Regions from separate parts of the Anser cygnoides genome. Here regions 2 and 3 are each linked to region 1. The links are chromatin contacts, called in public Hi-C maps. All regions are on one chromosome and are shown on one strand. Each heading gives the region's core, a stretch centred on a gene start, on an enhancer-like site or on the middle of the called end of the contact. The rest is flanking DNA. Distances are from core to core; before and after follow the strand shown.

The links. A called contact is a pair of places that touch in the nucleus more often than the background predicts.
Region 2: a Hi-C map of liver shows a contact between it and region 1, with 20 times the contacts expected there. The contact joins the promoter of TMPRSS6 here to the promoter of CDC42EP1 in region 1. A contact is called at or near these places in 2 of 7 Hi-C or Micro-C datasets (both in liver).
Region 3: a contact with region 1 is called in a Hi-C map of liver, with 6 times the contacts expected there. The contact joins the promoter of ANKRD54 here to the promoter of CDC42EP1 in region 1. A contact is called at or near these places in 2 of 7 Hi-C or Micro-C datasets (both in liver).

Annotation. Positions count from the first base shown.
Region 1 is chr1:55,989,431-55,993,188 of Taihu_goose_T2T_genome, forward strand. CDC42EP1 (CDC42 effector protein 1) reads right to left here and starts at 1,578. Exons shown (of 3, transcript XM_013181105.3): 1 at 1,252-1,578.
Region 2 is chr1:56,228,502-56,232,259 of Taihu_goose_T2T_genome, forward strand. TMPRSS6 (transmembrane serine protease 6) reads left to right here and starts at 1,682. Exons shown (of 18, transcript XM_013180815.3): 1 at 1,682-2,601.
Region 3 is chr1:55,858,251-55,862,008 of Taihu_goose_T2T_genome, forward strand. ANKRD54 (ankyrin repeat domain 54) reads left to right here and starts at 2,096. Exons shown (of 8, transcript XM_066996439.1): 1 at 2,096-2,338; 2 at 2,448-2,495; 3 at 3,695-3,758. The coding sequence starts at 2,113. EIF3L (eukaryotic translation initiation factor 3 subunit L) reads right to left here and starts at 1,919. Exons shown (of 13, transcript XM_066996413.1): 1 at 1,809-1,919; 2 at 1,605-1,653; 3 at 1,286-1,496; 4 at 629-708; 5 at 285-346. The coding sequence starts at 1,841.

The DNA.
Region 1 (3,758 bases), core at 328-2,827:
CCCGCTGTGTCTCTGCCCTCCCTCTGCCCAAGCGTGCTGCTCCGAGCTCGTGATTCTCGGGGCAAAGGCTGACCCGCGCTCTCCTTTCCTCCACTAGGCGAGGGGACCCCTGTCTGGCCGTCCGTCCGTCTGTCCGCCTGCCCACCTTCCCTTCCCCGTCACCCTCTCCCCTCCTGCAGGAAGCCCCCTCGCCTCGAGGGCTGGGAGCCTCCTCCTCCCTCCCCGGCCTCCCCCGTGTCCCCCCCGAAGCCGAGCTGGTTTCCACTGGTTTTCCACTCGCCAGGAATGGCCGGAGCTGCTCTGCTCGCTGGGAAGAACGGAAACCAACAAGGGAGGGAGGATGGGGGGGAAATAATCCAGATGTCTCGTTGGCTGGAGCTGCTGAAAGCAGCCTCTTCTCTCCCCCCCCCCAGCCCCCCCAACCCCTCCTTCTTGCACACACCCCACGGGGACACTCTCCGAAGAGGGAGAGGAGATGTTTGGGGTGGTCTCGACAAGGGTTGGAAATAGCTGTGGGCGGCCGGGAAGCCTTTCCAAGCCTTCCAAAAATCTCCGAGTGCCCCAAATCTCCCTCTCCCCGCAGGAGGAGGAGGAGAGGCAGAGGCTCCGCCGGCTTCTCACTTTGTTCTGGGACGGGGGAAGCCGTCAGGAGCGGGGTTTTGGGTGGGAAGGGGGCGATGGGCCGGGCTGGGGCTCCCTCAGCAGTCCTGGAGCGGTGCCGGGCAGTGGGCGGACAAGCCCGAGTCCAGCTCCCGAGCTGCCTGCTGCTATATATATATATTTATATCTCTGCCTGTAATGAGGGTATTTTTCCAAGCAGGCACCCTGGGATGTGGAAGGAGGCTGGCGCTCCATGCAGTTTAAAGCCATCCCCTCCCTGCTCCCTCTCATGCTCCGACACCCCAAAATTGTGGCTCCCTGGGGTGTTCAGAGCTGGGTGAGGGCGGTAGCAGCGGGAGGGCACCCTGCTCCTTTCCCCCATCCTCGGGGCCCTCTCCTTGTCCCGTTCCTCTCCTCACTCCCCTTTCCTCGCTCCCGCTTTCCCTTATTTCCTCCCTGTTTCCCGTCGCATTCCTGCCTTCTTCTGCCTTTCTTCTTCCACATCCTCCCCGTCTCCCTCGCCTTGCCACCCCTCCCGCTTCTCCCACCTCCTTGTTCCCCCTCTTACCGCCCTCTCCCCCCTCCCTTCCCTTCCCCTCCGAAACACCCTCCGGCTCTCCGCACGTCGAAATCAAAACTTTCAGGCTTTACCTCTTACGAACCGGGGCGACTTTTTTGTGTTTTTTTTTGTCCCGTCCTCTGGCCGAAAAGTTGGGAGACGCTCCCTGCGCGCCCCTCCAGCCGGCTGGGAGGGCAAGCGGCGGTGCGTCCCAGCGGGGAAAGGGAAGGGGATGCGTGCCCCCCCTTTTCCCACGCCTGTCCCCCCCAAGGCTGGCTCCCCAAGGCTGCTCTTTGGGTGCCTGACGCCCCGGTGCCACGGGAGCGAGGGAGCGAAGCTGGCGGGGAGGGGACGCGGGAAGGAGGGGGCGGGCTGCGGCACCGCCGAGCCAATCCTCGCCCCGGCACGGAGACCGGAGAAAATGAGATTTATTCCAACTATCCAGGACAGAAAACTTCAGGAACTTCTCTGCCTTCCCCCCCCCGGCTCCCCGCCCCACTTCCCCAGTGCCATTTCCCTTCCTCCGGCGCTGGGCTGCCTCCTGCTTGCCCCGCTCTCTTTCTTCAGCGAATTTGGGGGAAGGGGAAAAGCCAGGTCTCTGCTAAGCTTGTTGGGAAAACCGGGCAGAAGGAAAGGACTTTGCGTGATGTGTGTGAAAGCCCTGGTAATAACACGGGGTTGTCCCAGCCTGTGTCGGATGGGAAGCCCCCAGCGCCCACGGTACAGCGCTGCCGACTCGAATGGGGAGAGGGACCCCAAGCCTGGGGGTGCACAGTCACGCCAGGACCCATGGGTGGTGTAGGGTGAGTGTTGGTGGGGTAGAAGCCTCTCTGAAGGCAGTGTGGGTCAGATAGGTACCACAGGCTCAGGACAAGAAATATGAGGTCAGGACAAGCATTACAGGGTCAGGACAAGCATTACGGGTTCAAAACAAGCGTTATGGGGTCAGGACAAGCATTACAGGGTCAGGACAAGTGTTATGTCAGAGGCACTGTGGTAGGTTCAAGGAGGTGCTCTGCTCCTTCATGCTATGAGCTTCTGCCCACCCATGGGACACTGCATCCCTCTGGCATCACGCTTTGTTCCTTGACGGTCCCTTATCAGTGCCACCGGGGGGCAACCTGCTGGTGGGCACAGCATTGCCAGTGTCACTGGTGACCCCGTGGCCTGGAGATGAGGCTCGGAGGCTCTGCCGGGGGTGTTCGGCCAGACACAAGCACTGTTCGTGGCCCTGTGGAGGAGAAGGGAGGTGTCTCCGTTGGTGGAGGCGAGATGAGACTTGTTGGGGTTGAGCAGGGCCTGGATGAAGGGATGACAAGATGTCTGCGGAGGAGATGTCAAAATGGAGCCTGGCCTCTTGCTCGGCTCGGGTGGCCCTGCCGAGGTGCCCTGGGCAGGACGGGCACCGTGTCCTTGGTCATCCAGCTCAGCTCAGGTTCTGCTCACTTCTGGAAAGGAGTCGGCCATGGCTTCTCACCGCTGCTGCTCACCCCAGGACCACCACTGCTGGTAGAAGGTCTTATTTTGCTTGAACATCTCCTGGAATGCTTGCTTCTTGAGGATTATCCTTCCCAAGGAGTAACCCCAAGCTGGATTTTGGCGTGTGTGCTACTTGAGAGAAGGAGGGGAAGCTGTTTGCTGGAGGCAGGCTCTGTGCCACTTTCCAGCAGACCAGCTTGGTGCTTTCCTCTTCGCTCGGAGGCTTGCAGTAGGGTTTTGGCACATCGTCAGCCTCTCAGCCCCAGGCTGCTCCCCTGTGAAATGGGGTAGTTGCCTTTTCTGCCTTCCGTGGAAGCCAAATATGATGGTGAAGACAAGCACAAGCCTTGTGCATTTTAGTCCAGACCTACTTCTAGCAGGTCTGCATCTTGGATTGAGATGGGAACTCAGGGCTGAAGTGGACAGAGCTGCGCCACCAGTGGGAAAAGGAGAAACCACGACCTCCATCCTCCCAGCTTGCCAGGGCTATAGGAGGCACCTTTTTCTCATGTGTCCCGCCCAGAGGAAGCCAGCGGGGTGGTGGGAGAGGCTGGGACAGACCCATTCTTCAGCACTTCTCCATCTGCAGCCTGCCAGGGTATCTCTATCCCCATCCCTGTCCCGGTGCCCTGCAGTGGGGGCTGCGGCGGGGAGTGAAGGCAGCCGCCTCTGCCGGGGAATGCAGAACAAATCTCTTCCAGATGGGGCAGGGGCCACGATCTGCTGCTCGTTGTGGGTCGCCTGCTCCTCCTCCTCTTTCTCCTCCTTCTCTTTCTCCTCCTCCTTCTCCTCCTCCTCCTTGCCCGTGCTCAGAGCATCTTTGCATACTGGGCCAGGGCTTGCTCCATTTCCAGGAAAGCCTCTGGAAACCCCCCTCTTCTCAATCCTCCCAGAGCCAGGCTGTCAGGTTTTATCCCTTCGGGGATGGCGTTGGAGCGGGTTGGAGCCCTCCAGGGTATATATACGCCGGCTCTGGGACTCAGCATCCACCCTGGCCATGGGAGGTGGATCAGCCTCACGGGCTACACCCTCACCTGGGCAGTGCAGTTCCTAGACCCCTGCCTGACACCGAATCCATAAAACCCTACCTCCCGGCCCCTCCTCGTGTTGTCCTTCTGCC
Region 2 (3,758 bases), core at 432-2,931, 240 kb after region 1:
TCCCCTTCCGACTCCCTTCCCCAAGGCACTCAGGCACCTAAAAGAGGGGGTAGCTCACTTCCAAGGCTGTCAAGTGCCAGGAAGCAGCCCAGGGCAGCCAGAGCACTGTGTAGGCAGGTGGTATTGAGGCCAGGGCACAGAAAGGGGCTGTTTGTAAAAAGGTTTGTCTGGACAACTCAACAGTGAGTATACCATCAGAAGCCCTTTGTGGTGACACATACCCCACCGACTTCAGCAGGTTTGGGGTCAGCTCCAAAATTCAGGCAAGGAGGACTAAGCTCAAACTGAGTTTTCAGGGGGAGATGGTTGGTAGATCCACCGCACAGATGGCTGGGCGCTTACACAGCCATGTCCATGTTTAAGAAAGGAGGAAAGATGTGTTAGCTACAATAAGCACAGCAGGCTTGGGGGAGGGGGGGAGAAGATGGTCTAAAGAGGTGAATCCTTCAGCTACTGCCATGAGAAGAAGACAATTTTGCAGAGATGTGCCGCAGAAATGTCTTTACCATGTTCCGCTCTGCCTGATCCCCAGAAAACAGAATTGGAAGTGATCCTGCCGCAGGCCCCTGAGGACCATCCTGCTGTCTGGGTATTTTTCCCCCCTGTGAAAATGCTGACAGCTTTCGAAGTGGCAAGCTGTTAGCACTGCATTAGCAGCCCCACAGGGTGTGAATGTGTGACACACAGCGGCAGGAAGTGCTCAACATAAGATGTGGTGATAACCGGACCTTTCTTCCAGGAAGACAAGGTCATGTGGTCTCGTATGTGAGTAACCCAGGTTATGAATACCCAAGGTATAACACTCCGCGATATGGGGCCCTTTCTCTGCTGGGCACCCCAGGGCTCTTCAGAAATGTCACAAAAGGGAGTGTTCCCCTCCACGGCTGATGTGAACACGGTGCTGAGATAAACCACAGAGAGACGACAGTGTCCAGCAGTACCAGAGTCATACCGAAGCTAAACTTGAGTGCTGTGTGGAAGATATTTGAGCTAACCACCCCATACACGAGTCCTCTCCTTATCTTAAGCTGTAGACAGCAAATATAGCTGTCACATATCTCATCTGCCTCTTTCCAAGATGCCTCGTTTACAAATACGCAACATCATCCTCCACCCCTTCCCACCTTCCTTCTTTTCACCATGGGAAATAAAAAGCGTATTTGCAGTAAAGGAATTCCTCTGAAGTCAGATCTGATCAAGATTTTGGGTCCTTGGTTGATTCAAAAAGCTGCGGTGATAGATGTGGTATGCTTGCTTAGACAGATCAGATTGAAATAATATATATTGTGTTCTGCTGAAAACACCAGAGAAGGAACTTGCCTTTTTCCAGTAAAGATGGATACAAAAAGGTAAGATCTCTGGGAAATACCCTCAGCTGGGTTCTGACCCACCGCGGCAAGCCCTCATAGTGTAAGTTCAGGAAAGCCATACAGGTATACACATACGCCTAAAGATGAAGCTAGTCCTCGGTTATCTAGGGAAATTCTGGCTCAAAGCCACTTCTGAAAATGAAATCTAGTCCCTTCAATCTCTTAGGCAGTTCTGAAAGCATTTCTTATTGTCACTGCGTGCCTCAGTTTCTTACACGTACAGCAGTGAGTTAGTCAGGATAACCACATCGACACATTCCCAGTCAAACACTGGAGCTTTTCATCTACATTTAACATTTTTCTACTAGAATCCTACACAAGGTAACTGCAGCAATAACTTTTGGTCTTCTCACAGTCCCAGATTAAACCTGAACTGGTGACAGACCTGGGAGCAGCTACCCCTGCCTGGCTGCCAAAATGGGCCCTGGCCCAAATGAGCTCGTCCCCAGACCAACCCCAGTGGCTGGAGCTCAGCCCCAGGTCAAAAGTAGTCCGTGTGCCCTTCCCCCCCTGCTTTATTGACAGGATAACTCTATTTACTTTGTTCTGGCTGGAGCACAGTTGCTTTTTGTGAAAAGCGAGGGGCAGTAAGCAGAAGACGGAGCGGCAAGGCAGGGGGGGAGGACCCGGGGACAGAAGACATCAGATGCTGCAGGAAGGTGGCACAACCGACTGTGGGGAGCCCAGTGTCAGGAAGGTGGGCAGCGAGGAGCCCAGGAAGACCAGAGGGAGCGTTGCAGGTCAGGACTGACAGATGCCGTGCTTCGCTTTCATCTGCATGACCGCTGCTGGATCTGGACCCGCTGTCTAGCTCCGTCTTCCCTCCTTCAGGACATCTACGCCTGTCAGCCAGGGGCTGCTCCATCCCTGTGCCAAGGAGCTCTGCCTGCTGACACCCAATGGGACCAAGGAGGGTGGCTAAGACATACAACAGTCGCTCAGCAACTCCTCGTCCCCTGGGGAGGACAACATAAGCTGCCTGCGCCAGCCTCCTGGGTTGTTCTTCTCAGCACAGCAGGAGGTGCTCCTAACCTGACTTTTTCCAGGCTCCCCCCTGCAGATCTTCTCCCCCTGCAAGCCTTCAAAATCTCCATTTCAAGAAAAAAAAAAAAAAAAAGCAAGCCATTGTACGGGGTGTGCTGACCCACCACGGCAGAACGGTGTGGGACAAAGGCCAAGCCGAAGGGACATGGCATCAAATTATTGATCGCTGAGGAGACCTTGAGCTTGGGTAAATAGATATCCTCCTCTCTCTCTCTTCCCATGCATGTGTAAGCGGGCTTGCGTGGGGGGTGTGGGCCCGGCCTCACAGGCGGCAGCAGGTTTCAAAGGTAGGTCTGCAGCTCTGGGGGAAACCCCAGTGCCTACAATTAAATCTTCAAAAAAAAGAGGTTCTTCTATTGTTGTTTCCTGCCCTCCTCCCCCCGCCCCTCGGTTTGCGGTTCTTTGCTTACGCCTGCTGTTTCTGAAAGGATCCTATGGTAGTGGAGAGGTGCTCCTGCCTCTCTGGAAGGGTGCATCAGAGGAAGCAGACGTGCCGCCGTTTGTAGGAGTGCTGATGTTCACCAAGCTACGTTTGATTTTCTGGAGGGAGTCACTTGGTGCTTATGTTCTGTGAGCACATTGCTGTGCCGCAAGCCAGCCTGGAGGGTTCGGGGCTCAGTAAAAGGTGGGAGAGTAAGGAGGCTGAACAACCCCTGCCCTGTGAATGTCCCAGGGCACCTACACAGGCTAAAAGGGGTGTGAGGCCAACCACCTCCTCCTACCTCTGCAGCACGTCCCTGCTGTGCGTTCATCTCGGCGCAGACAGGCACCGCTGGGTGAGCGCACAGCTCGCAGGCACGTAGGCAGGGCGCAGGCATTCCCCAAGAGCTCCGCGCCCTCCCACGTGGATGTGCTCATATCCCGTTCCTCTCCAGCCACACACACAAAGCTTTTGGGGACAGCAGTGAGGTTAGAAGGCAGTAGGTGACTGGAGAGGAAAGGAGAAGGAGGGTGGGTGAGATAAGATGGCTCTCTTGGGTGATGGCACTTCTTCCTTATCTTCAGCATCTGGGGCTGACAGGAGGGGCGCAGTCAGAAGAAAGCAAAACAGGCAGCCCGAGGGAGAAGGGTGAGGGAAGCCAGAAGATGCCCCCTGGAACAGAGAAGGGTGGAAGGCTGGACGTTGTTTGCGAGCTCTCCCTGCACTTGCACAGCTACTGAGTCAGGGCCAGTGTGGGCTTCGCCCTGGGACAGGCAGTCTGGTGAGAACGGCAGGGTTTTTTTTGCTTTGAGGGACTGAGAGCAAAGTGGCAGGGCAGGCAAAGTACAGCTGCAGGCTCCCAGGCCGGGGCTGCTGCATGCAACCTCTGTGTGCTTTTGAGGGCACTGATTTTCTTTTGCATT
Region 3 (3,758 bases), core at 846-3,345, 130 kb before region 1:
CCTGCACACTAATTACAACCAAGTTCGGGGAGACACCTAACGAGCTTCAGAAAGAGAGTCAAGTCTTGCTTTTCAGCTATCAGCAAATCTTTACTCAACTAACGAAAAGCAAGGATTTTAAGCTTCCCTAAAAGTAACTTGACTCATACTTCATAAACCTTTCCAAACTTGTTTTGCAAAAATTATGGAACCACTAATGCTACTGTGGCAGGAAGATTTGGCAAGTTTTCTTGCACAGAGAAGCCAGTGTACGACCAAAAGGAAGACACGGGGCAAATACTCACGCTGACTTTGGCATAGATGTGCCTATAATACAGCTCCTTGTACAGGATGAGGAAAACTGCATCTGTGAAAGGTGAGAGAACTGAACGTTAGCAAACCACAAGGCTTAGGCAACTGGAACTCTCAGAGATGCTGGTGATGCTCTTACTGGCACAGCAATAAAGAGAGGCAAAAGAGGACACTTTGCTCAGTTTTGACTTCCTGACAGGCATCTACTGATAGAGCTGCCGCAGTGAGCAAAGATGAGCAACTCAGAAATCAGCGACAGCGTGCTCCAGCTCACTAATAAATCAGAAGTGATTTAGTTCCTTAGCTCTCTGATAAAGAAAGAGGAAGAAATGCTTACCATTTCCAACCTGGGGGGCAATGGCCTCCGCCTCTGGCCATGGGGTGTTCTTGAAAAACCTTTCTGTCAGCTTTGTCCAGCTGAAATACAGACACACACATGGCTTGAGAAACCGTTTAGCAGTACCAGAGAGCGGGAGTTAGGAGTTTGCAATACAGAAGGCTTGGACTTGACGGGAAGCAGAGCAACATCCCCCTTTATTAAGACCAGTGTTGAAGCAAATAAGGGCAAACAGAGAAATTAAATTCTTTAATTTGTCCGTAAAGTATGGAACAATTGCATGTGTTACTTTTACATTCTCTTTATGGTAAAGTAACGCAGCTACAGGCACAAACGGGAGCACCTGTAGAGAACGGATGTGATTATAGCTCGTCGCTTTCTGCAAACCGGCACTGCTGGGCTCACTTTTTGCTGCCAACATCCCACGGGACCTATATGTTCTTTCAGGTGGGTCACAACTCCCTTAGACTTATGTTAAACTAATGGCCTAGAAATATGTTTTTGTCTCGTTTTTCCGATTTAATTCAAGCCGCGGGCTGTATTTTAAAGAAAACCCAGAGCTGGAACAAGACCATTAGTGATTCCTTAAACAAACTGGGAGTGATTTCAACCAGTTTTGAGGGGCGATTCTCCCCCGTGGGAAGGCCGGCCTGGTACCTGTTCTCGTAGATGTCCTGGATCTCGTACACCTTCTGGTCGATGACGTCGCTGGAGACGCGGCTGGCCTGCAGCTCGTACACCTTCTGGTCGATGAGATCCGACACGGTCTTGTGGAAGTACTGGATGAAGTTTTTGATCACCTCGGGGATCACCTGGTAGGTCTGCTGCTCGTACTGCCGCTCGTAGGCCAGGTCCTGCTTCGGGTCCCCTGCGAGGGGCAGAGAGAGAGGCGGTTATGGGGGGGAGGGGGGGTACGTGTGGCAGCCCCCCCAGGGCCTGCTCGCCCCCCTCCCGGCGGGCTGCGGCCCGCACTCACCCGTGTGCAGGTCGTAGTCGGCCGAGTAGGCGTACGGGTCGTAGGCGGCCTAAGGGAGAGAAGTCACCGACGTGAGCCCCGATCCGGATCGGAATCCGGATCCCGATCCCGATCCCAATTCGGATCCCGATCCGGATTCAGGATCCGGATTCCGATCCCGATTCGGGTCCAGCCCGGCCCCCCACCCCCTCGCGCCCCCCTCACATCGTTGTCGTAGTCCTCGCCCGGGTAGGCCATGGCGGCGGCGAGGCAGGAAGGAAGAAGGCCGGGCAACCCGGCGTACGGCTACGGCTGAGGTGAGAGGCCGCGCGCTCTCATTGGTTGAACTAACCGTCTGTCTTCAACTCTTCTCTCTTATTGGATAAACCGCCTGCCCATCATCCACTCCCAGCTCCCGCCTCCGCGGCTGCACCCGGAGCGTGCTGCGCCTCCGATTGGCCGAGCCGAGCCGTTGCCATGGCGACGGGCTAGTCCCGCCCCCCGGCGGCCCGGCCCGCTCCGTGAGGGGATGGAGGAGGGCGGCGGCGGCGGCGGCGGCTCGGGGCCGGCAGCGGGGCCAGGCCCGGGGCTGGGCCCGGCGGCGGCGGCGGCGGCGGCGGCGGGGGGCGGCCCGCTGGGCTGCCTGCACGTCCTGTGGCAGCGGGACGAGCCCGCCGGCAAGATCCCGGCCCGCCGCCTGCGCAGGGCCGCCCGCCTCCACCGCCGCCTGGGGCCTACGGGCAAGGAGAGCCACGGTGAGGGGGGCCGGGAGGGGAGCGGAGGGGGGTCTGCGGCGGGCCCGGGGGGAGCTTCCCGGCCTTCCCCCCCCGGGCCTGCACGGTAACGGCCGGCTTCTCTCCACAGCGCTGAAGAGGCTGCGCGAAGCCGCCAACGGGAACGATTTGGATACAGGTGAGGCGCCGGGCTGCATAAGGCAGCGTGGCGCTGATCGATCGGCCCCTTGTCATCGCCTGGCCTGCTCTGTGCTGTTCCCTCGGCCGAACTGCGCGCCAGGCCCTGCTGTGAAGGGAGCTGGAAGCTGAGCTGGCGTGTGGGAGCGCCTGAAATGTCAGACGGGGGGTTGTCGGGCACCCTTCAACTCCAAAATATGCCCGGCATCACAAACTGAGGGGTACAGCGACCTGTGAGCTCTGTCAGGGCAGGAAGGACGTAGCTTGGTTTCAGTCACCGAGTCAAAATGAAGACTGAAAGAGTCAGGCTTTATGAAAATCCTGTTTCTTTCACTTTAGTTCTGGACCTGTACTTGATACGCCGTTTCCCCTGTTTATAATCCTGAGGTGTTCCGTGTACCCCACAGCTTGAGGAAAAGTAGGCAGCTCTGCTGGAGAAGCAGCTGGGTGGAAGAGCAAGGGGAACAACTGCAAGTAGATGATGATAAGGCTACCGGGGCTGTTCGTTAGCTCACTTCCATACATCATCTCTTAACTTATCTCTTATCTTATTCATACTGCCACTTGTAGGGCAAAAACTAGGGCTACCAGTCAGTAGCCGCCACTCTTAGGGCAAAAACTAGGAGCTGCAGGTGAACCCAGGAAGTGACCTGTTCAAAACAGATGCGAAGAGGTAGTTTTTCCTCACTGGGTGGAGTTACGCTGTGAAACTTGTCACCGTGGGTCCACACTGATGGGCAAAGTTCATGCAGATGCAAAAAACGACTGCAGAAATCTGTGAAGACAGCCCGTGGAGGGCTGTTGACCACACGTTGCTATTTCTGGCTTGGGAAGTGCCTGAGATACAGATGACTCAAGGCTGTGAGAGCTAGCCTCGCATCCTTGGCATCATTTTATACTCCATTTGCTGCTGATTGTTCTTGGAGCCTGAATATTTGGCTAGACAGATCTTGAGCATTAGCCATTACAGCCGTTGGGCTGTCTTTTAAGGCAGTGCGTGCGAGCTGACAGAGGCTGTAGCAGGGGAGGAGGGCGTGTTGCTGGTTCTGCTGAGCCTGGATGCTTGCTGGAGCTGGCTCACGCCCAGCTGACGGCGTGCAAAGTCCATGTTTAGCTGCAGAAGAGCGGGTGGCGTCACCCCTTTCTGGTCAGGTGCCCCCCTCAACTCACCTGCGTCCTTCTTCTCCTTGGCGCTGTCAGTGCAGCAACTCCTGGAGGATGGAGCCGACCCCTGCGCTGCAGACGACAAAGGCCGGACAGCCCT